2 separate regions of the Oryctolagus cuniculus genome follow, and region 1 is linked to region 2. Evidence: chromatin contacts called from public Micro-C data. All regions are on one chromosome and are shown on one strand. Each heading gives the region's core, a stretch centred on a gene start, on an enhancer-like site or on the middle of the called end of the contact. The rest is flanking DNA. Distances are from core to core; before and after follow the strand shown. Region 1 holds the start of KLHL28 (kelch like family member 28). Region 2 holds the start of FKBP3 (FKBP prolyl isomerase 3).

Region 1 (4,449 bases), core at 730-3,229, 140 kb before region 2:
CAGAGACCAGAGGAAAAAGAAGGGTCAAAAGCAATACTCATCTAGCTTTGCTCATAGGGAAAGGATATGATAATGGCTGGATTTAAGAATCTAGGTACCTTAAAAAGTATTCTTCATAGAGAGAAGGGGTAATTCTTAAGCTTCTACCATAGAGTTGATGATGAAATATCATTCAAGATTTTCCAAGTTTCTCTTCTCTGATTTCATGATTACCACATAACCTCTAGTTATTAACCTGGCTTCCCAAGTTCTTGGATACAGGAAGAGTGCACTGGATTTGGAACCTGAAAATTCCAATCACTGGAAACGGTAATTTGTTCCAACACAAACTGGCATTCCAATGTGTGCATTCTAACTTACGCATCATTCTCTAGTTCGAATTGCCTTCCTGAAGTCTGTACATACATAAGTGAAAGTATACATTTGATCTTCTTAGGCAGGAAATATAAAGAGGACACTCTTTTCCACTGACAACTATTACAATCATCTTTTCTTTTTCACTTCCTGTCCTTATCCTGTCGCTAAAATGAAATGTGAAGAAAAAAATAAAATAAACTTTATTTTGGCCTACTGAAATAATTTGGACACATTCATTTAAACATCAAAATAACTAACAAGTTGTCTAGAATTTAAACCAAAACATAGGATATACATTTACACAGCCTCATTTACATTAATGCTCTATTCCCCAAGAATAAAGAAACCCAGGATGTTCAAATTGTGCTCTAAGGAAAAATTCAGATTTTTGAACTTGCACTAGCCAGCAACTTTATTTATAAAGGGGTTTGGCATGTGAGTCAACCGTTCCAAGACTTAAAGAAGTATTTAAAAGACATCTCATGCGGAGCAGGGAAGGAATACTTGCATTTGAAGTTATTCAAATAAAAACTAAGACCTCCCTCATTGGATGATTCAACAGTAATTGTATTATTCCATTAAAACAACAATGACAGCTATATTTCATACTCCACATCATTCAGCCTCATACTAGACATTGCAACTCAACTGTGTCCGCTTAGGTTTCACTGAGAAAACGCCGCCTAAATTCTCAGTTCGCCTTAACAAACGTCTACCGTTGCTAAACCCACGGAGCAGAAGTCTCTTAGGACCGCGATGCCATGAACTTGCACCGCAACCGAAATCGTCTTTGCAACCTCCGTCTCCTGGAGACTCGACCGGCTGCTGAGACCGTGAGAATCCTGCAGGGAGCCTCGGGTGGCAGAGACGGGGTAGAGGGAAGGTCTGAGTCCCGCGGAGGAACGTCTACAGGGGAGCGGTTAGCTGCAGAGACTAACAGACCCGGCTCCAGATGATGTACATTTAAAGAGAATTTAGTGACGGGCGTAGGGGAAAGTGACAGAAAATCATTGCCCTCCTCCGTTAGAAGGTGAAGAGAAGTACGAAAAGAGGGCAAGGGGAGGAGGGCGGGGAGAGTAAGGGCCCCAAGGACCAGGAATGGAGAAGAGCACCCGATCTGTGAGCTGGGCCTTGGTTCGGACCGCCGGTCCCGTTAGGCGGGCGGCAGGATGAAAGCATCGCGCTCACTCAGGGTAGTGGAGAAGTAAAAGCATTTACAGCGGTCACCAGCCCTGCACAAGAAGATGTCGTCTCTCTTTCCCCGCCAGCTCCCCTTCATTCCCGTACCTCTCATTCTGGCACCAGCGACACTCGGGCAAAACTCTGCCAAAGCCCGCGCCGCGGGAGGACAGCAAAAGGAAAATACCTGAGTCCCAGGAATCTCGCTGACAGCGACAGGAGGAGGAGCCGTGGACAAGTGGAGCCCGGGTAAGATCCTCTCTTGGCTCTGGTCAAACCCAACTCTTACGGGTGGGGCGGGGAGCTTCCGCCCGGAGCTTGGAGAGCGTCACTTCCTTCTGTCACCACCCGTCCTCCTCGGCGCTCTAGCTACGTTCGCAGCGTTCTGACTTCCTCTTCCAGGAGCCTTCGGCCTATAACACCTGACGTGGACTACAAGACCCAGCATCCACCACGGTAACTTGATTTCCGGGGTCAGGGGAGCCGCGCTAGGTGCATCACCATGGAAGCGATCGGTTTGGTCACGTGGGGCCCCTGGTTACGCCCGGTGGCGGCTGTGGGGTCTGGGGCTCACGCGGGGGCCATTTTGCCAAAGGCTGCCTCCCGGAGTCGGAGGCGGCCTGGCACCTGGCTAAAGCTGTTCCTTCTGATCCTCTGCAGCTTAGAGCTTGAAGAAGAACTGAAAGGCTGGGCTCCATCGAGCCCCTGGGAGACGGCAATGGTTCCCTCCAGCCAGCGCCACCTGACGACCCTCCATGGCGACTGCGCCCTCCTCGCTCTTCCTGCTGCCGCCCCTTCCAACCCCGTGTGCCGGTCGCCTCCAGAGCCGCAGTCGTCCTTCCACCTCAGAGACTGATGATAGTCGAATAGGGGGCGCCATGAGAGGAGAGAAAAACTATTACTGCCGTGGAGCTGCTGGGGACCACGGTTCCTGCCCCCCTACACCATTGCCTCTGGCCTCAACCCTCTTGATGCCCGCGGAAGCGGTCTCGAGTAGCTGGTCCAGCTCTGGAGGTGGTTTGTCAGCGGGAGATGAAGAGGAGACTCGGCTCCTTCAACTCTTGCGCACCGCCCCGGATCCTTCCGAGGCCTTACAGGCTTTGCAAGCTGCTCTGCCGCGGCGGGGCGGCCGGCTTGGCTTCCCTAGACGCAAGGAGGCATTGTATAGGGCCCTGGGCCGGGTGCTCGTGGAAGGGGGTAGTGATGAGAAGCGGCTCTGCTTGCAACTTCTCTCGGACGTTCTCCGGGGGCAAGGGGAGGCAGGCCAGCTGGAAGAGGCCTTTAGCCTGGCCCTTCTGCCTCAGTTAGTTGTCTCCTTGCGAGAAGAGAATCCAGCCTTACGGAAAGATGCGCTGCAGATCCTGCACATATGTCTGAAGCGTAGTTCTGGCCAGGTGCTGAGAATGCTTATACAGCAAGGACTGGAAAGTACCGATACTCGGCTTAGAGCTTCCACGGCACTATTGCTCCCGATCTTGCTTACTCCTGAGGATTTGTTGCTTGGCCTGGATCTCACCGAGGTAATCATCTCTCTAGCCCGAAAGCTTGGCGATCAGGAGATAGAAGAAGAATCGGAGACAGCTTTCTCTGCACTTCAACAAATTGGGGAGCGACTTGGCCAAGAGAGGTTTCAGTCCTATATCTCTCGCCTGCCCTCTGCTCTGAGGAGACACTACAATCGCCGCCAGGAGACCCAGTTTGGAACTCAGGTTCCTTATTATTTGGAACTTGAAGCGTCTGGTTTTCCCGAAGAGCCTCTTCCCTGTGCGGTGGCTCTTTCCAATAGCAATCTTAAATTTGGGATTATTCCTCAGGAGCTGCATTCAAGATTATTGGATCAGGAAGACTATAAGAACCGGACTCAGGCTGTTGAAGAATTAAAGCAGGTGCTGGGAAAATTTAACCCTAGTTCTACCCCTCATTCTAATCTTGTTAGTTTCATTAGCTTATTGTATAACTTGCTAGACGATTCTAACTTCAAAGTGGTCCATGGCACACTTCAGGTCCTGCATATACTAGTTACTCGCCTTGGAGAGCAGGTACAACAATTCTTGGGACCAGTTATAGCAGCTTCTGTCAAAGTGCTGGCAGACAATAAGTTGGTAATCAAGCAAGAATACATGAAAATCTTCCTCAAGCTAATGAAGGAAGTAGGTCCTCAGCAGGTGCTTTGTTTACTGCTGGAACATCTCAAACATAAGCATTCCAGAGTAAGAGAGGAGGTGGTGAACATTTGCATCTGCTCCCTCCTGACTTATCCCAGTGAGGATTTTGACCTACCCAAGCTGTCTTTTGATCTAGCCCCAGCTCTTGTAGATAGCAAACGCAGGGTACGCCAGGCAGCTCTAGAAGCCTTTGCTGTGCTGGCATCATCAATGGGCTCAGGTAAAACCAGCATCCTTTTTAAAGCTGTGGATACTGTTGAACTGCAAGATAATGGTGATGGAGTAATGAATGCTGTGCAGGCCAGATTGGCTAGAAAAACCTTACCCAGGCTAACAGAACAGGGATTTGTGGAATATGCAATGCTCATGCCATCTTCTGCCCAGGGTAGGTCAAGCCATTTGGCACATGGAGCAGATACAGACTGGCTTTTGGCTGGTAACAGAACTCAGAGTGCACACTGTCACTGTGGTGACAACACAAGGGATAGCATGCAGCTTTATGGATCTTACAGTCCAACTATCTGTACCCGAAGGGTATTAAGTGCAGGAAAAGGAAAAAATAAGTTACCATGGGAAAATGAGCAGCCTGGAGTCATGGGAGAAAACCAGACCTCCAGTTCCAAGGATATAGAGCAGGTATGTTTCTTCTCCAATTTTTTTAGTTGAAACTGTGTAAGAATTTAAAATGAAAATATGGCTGTGATACTTAAGGGAGAGGCTGCTTGAGAGCTGTTATGTTTTGTTTTAA
Region 2 (4,083 bases), core at 1,281-3,780:
CTGATGGAATGAAATAATACTCACCTTAGTTTCAAAAAGATGGTTGTAGGCTGTAACCAAATGGTCCTTGTTAGCTGTCTTGGCTACATTTTTAATGTTTCCTAATAATTTATGTTCTGCAAGAAACTACAAAAGCAAAAATCTGGTTAGTCAAAAATAATTTCAATTAAAAAATGACCTTTTAATGTTAGCAGTTATGTTTTCTAATAGTACTACTAATGCAGAATGAAATAAACACTGTATTTTTACCATACTTCAATACAAAAAAATTTTCATTTTTTTTAAATTGAGTATTTCTAAGAATTATTCATAAGACTAGAACTGTATGAAGTACTTTGCATGGGAGACAGTCCTTCATCCTAACCTTTTTCCATGGCAGAACTCACAGAAAAGAACAATTAAACAGGAAGCACGCTGTGGTGACTGCAGACAGGTGCTTACAGAAGGCTGCGTGGCACTGCCCTTGGTGCCTCCAGTCACATTGGACATCCACCACTCACCAGGCAAGAGCTATGGCGAACACAGCATTTGTAGGCGTGGAGTCATATTACCCTGGCTAACATCCTAGCTGTCTGACCTGAGACAAGGGACCACGGTAACAATTTCTTTTCAAATATAAGACAGCCAAGTTGGCAGATACTTCAACTAAATACCAAGCCACAATATATTCATCTCAAAATCATGGAACATAAGGATTTTGGTAACTTTTCTGTTTCTTATTTTATTCTGCTCCCTTTTCTTCCTTGTAGGCTTTGCTTGATTCCTTATTTGGTTACTTTCTCAGAGCTGTCCTTGGGATCTTCTAAACTTTTTGATAAAACAGTTCTCTAAACTAGCATGACTGTATTTTTTCCCTTTGTTTTCTGTGTCCCCCTCTTAGAGAAATGTTCTATATGATAAAGGCTGATTGGAGAAAGGAGGTAATAGTTGATTAAATAAAATTTATCTAGCAGTCTGGTGATTTCTCTAGGTTTCCAGAAGAATATCTGAAATACCAACATCTCTGCTATATTATGAACAATAAAATGGTTAGGAAATGTTTATGTATGTGAATGATCACTGGGAAATATGCGTTTAAATGATTACTGTTAAAAACTTAATTTTTTTTTTATAATCCAAGCCTCTTGAAATTGTCCCATGCTGGGACATTCCACTTGGGATGATTTGTCTTTATAAGCATTTGATGAAAGCGGTACTGAGCCATTCAATGTTAATGATAATGTCTATCCTTTTGTTTCAACAGAAATACGAATTGGCTTAAGATAAAATAATCCCATCTTTCTTTTTCACCCTACATACCCAAACACTGAGAATAAGTGTTCTTCTAAGTATGTTGTATATTTACTGCATAAATCTAAGGTGCTGAGACCTGGGCAGTTATTCATGTGTAAAGAATTGAAAGAATCCCCGCAGAAGAATCCAGAAACAATTTTAAAATGCAAGTTTAGAATTAAAAAAAAAAAACTGTAAAGACTGCAGGCTGCTGCTTCCATTTCTGACAAGTGGAGGAAGCTAAGCACACACCAAAGTGTACAGTAGGGCAGCAATTTAAGAGAGGCGTGAATGATCTTTATTCCTGAAGGACAAACAAGCCAGGTCTGACAAAAATAACTTGTGACTACAGATAGGTACTCAAGATGGAGACTATGCTGAAAAATGCAGGGCAAACGCTATGAAGAATGACAAATAAATTTCTTGATCTGTTCGTTTTTAACAATGAAGGACCACCGTACAAAAGAAATGTGCAAATAAGTCCCCTAAGTAAAAAAGGGTGAAAAGGTCATTTTAAGCGTTAACATTTAAAAACAAAAAGTAAAAACAAAGCAAAAAAAACTACAATCTACTGGTTTTTGAAAACCACACGCATTCATCGCCAGTACTCAGTAAACTGGTGCAACATGTAAGTTGTCAACACTGTTCCCAGGCAGATCTTCGTATCCTTTCCCGTCTCCCCGGTAGACCGGGGTTTCATTCAAACCCAGATTCCTGCCCCCCACCCCGCCTCAACCCCGCGTAGCTCGGGGTTTCTTTCTGCCTGACCTCCGCCCCCACTAAGAGATCCCCGCAGTGGGGCTCAAATTCTACGACTGCAGCCTCCAGGCCCCGGGAAATCAATCTGCGGCCCTCCCGACAAGGCCCGGCCGGAGGGGCGTGAGCGCGGGGCCGGGGCCCACGAGGCCGCCGCGGCCTTCCAGACCACCGGCCACTGGAGGGCGAGGGCGGGGGCACTGAGGAATACGGAATGTATGGGCATCTCCGGGGGGGTGAAGCCTCCCGCAGCCGCACTAGCCCGGCCGCCCCGCCGCCTCTGGTACCGAATCTGAACCGTGATCCTGCAGAAACTTGATAATGTCCTTCTTGGGCAGCTGCTCGCTGCGCAGCTGCTCCACGGTCCACGCCCGCTGCGGAACGGCCGCCGCCATCTTCCCCCGCTGCCTCAGCTTCACTGAGCCAGCCCGCCTCGGTTTGGCATCGCCCCGCCCCTTTGTGGGCGTGGCGAGGACGCCTCACGCGCTCGAGGGGCGGGGCCGCTGCGCTCCCAGATGGGATTGGCGCTGGCCCTTGAGCGACGTCCAGGGTGCGCTGAGCGCTGCTTTGTTGAGTCCGTGCAGAAAACCTTCGGGGGTGGCTTGCTACCCTGAAACCTCAAGTCGACGTCCGCTCTTAGATCCCTTGTGAGGCTACCTCTGAGGGTAGTGAAATGTACCAGTAATTACCCACGCCTCTTTATTCCCTAGGGCCTGCTGCGCCTTTAAAGGTTTATAACCTGTTTAACGAAATAAAGCAGCAAGATTCCTGATCTTTACTTCTAGCCTAGAAATTCATGCCTAGATTGGTTAAGTCCTTGTCCGTCAAAACAACCCATATCCAACTATTTGGCTTTTGAAGCTCCCGCAAATGAAACAAACGGCCCCTCCTCAAACACGAGGAACTAAGAGCAAGTCTGAGGTGCGCTAACGCTGCTGCTGCTGCTGCTGCTGCTGCGGATTATTAGGGCTCCATGTGTTCCCATTTTGCCTCAATGCACGAGAGAACACACTTACAGACGCTATTCAGAGTCTTGCAGTTTAGAGCGGAGACGCCGACAATCGTATCCGAGCCTCCTCTGTAACAGAACTGTAATAATGGGACATCAGAACGCCTTGCCTTCTCTTCTAACATCACAGAACCAGCGCACACTCACGTCCCTTTAAACAATAAAAATTTCAAACTGTTGGTTGCCACTCAACACGGTGAAAACTACTTGGCTTTTCTTAGCCTAGATAAAGTAATGACAAAGCGTATCATTTGTTTTCACTTCATCTTCTGACTGAAAAAAAACACAAGGAATAAGGTGTGTTCGAAGTTCAATGACGTTAACTTTACAAAATAACAGGTATTCTGCTGTCCTCGGAACCTCAACGTTAGTTATTTCATCTTTATAAGTGATCGCCGGTTAGCAATGCCGCCCAGACACACCTAATCATGAAAACGGAACTCAAATTTAGAGCAATAAAAAGAAACTGTCACGGGGAACAAATTTAGAGTGACTCCTTAGCAATGCGCATGCGTCTCTGGGGCGCCGCAAGGATTTCCGGGAAGCCTGCCAATCATATTCCCACCGCGAACTCCATGGCGGCATTTTCGACTTAATAAATTGCCTGCAACCCCGCCCTCCCGTTCCAGAGTTTCGTGCGAAAAGTCTCATGGAGGAAGCAACCGTGGCAGTTCAACTGTCGCAGCTGCCGTTGTCAGAGAGAAACTTCTGGTGGTGGTCGACCTGATGAGCGGACGGCAAAGAACTCTTTTCCAGACGTGGGGCTCGAGCGTTTCCCGATCCGCTGGGGCTCCGGGCTGCAGCTCCAGAACCGAGCGGCCTCAGAGCCCCGGCAGCTCCGAGACGCCTCTGCCTGCAGCGGCAGAAGCTCAGCCTGATTCCGACGATGATGTGTTGCTGGTTGCAGCGTACGAGGCTGAGCGACAGCTGAGTCTAGAGAATGGCGGGTTTTGCTACTCGGCGGGTGCCCTGTGGATTTACCCTACCAATTGCCCCGTGCGGGACTACCAGCTGCACATTTCCCGGACTGCTCTGTTCTGCAACAC

Evidence for each region. Hi-C and Micro-C count contacts between places; a contact is called where the count stands out from the background.
Region 1: a contact with region 2 is called in a Micro-C map of ear pinna, with 7 times the contacts expected there. The contact joins the promoter of KLHL28 here to the promoter of FKBP3 in region 2. A contact is called at or near these places in 3 of 6 Hi-C or Micro-C datasets (ear pinna, psoas muscle and an unstated tissue).

Annotation. Positions count from the first base shown.
Region 1 is chr12:30,934,531-30,938,979 of mOryCun1.1, reverse strand. It overlaps KLHL28 (kelch like family member 28), which reads right to left and starts at 1,979. Exons shown (of 5, transcript XM_008269539.4): 1 at 1,724-1,979. It overlaps TOGARAM1 (TOG array regulator of axonemal microtubules 1), which reads left to right and starts at 1,888. Exons shown (of 21, transcript XM_070053706.1): 1 at 1,888-1,992; 2 at 2,197-4,337. The coding sequence starts at 2,292.
Region 2 is chr12:30,798,834-30,802,916 of mOryCun1.1, reverse strand. FKBP3 (FKBP prolyl isomerase 3) reads right to left here and starts at 2,530. Exons shown (of 7, transcript XM_002718166.5): 1 at 2,316-2,530; 2 at 25-126. The coding sequence starts at 2,423. It overlaps FANCM (FA complementation group M), which reads left to right and starts at 3,561. Exons shown (of 24, transcript XM_008269550.4): 1 at 3,561-4,083. The coding sequence starts at 3,764.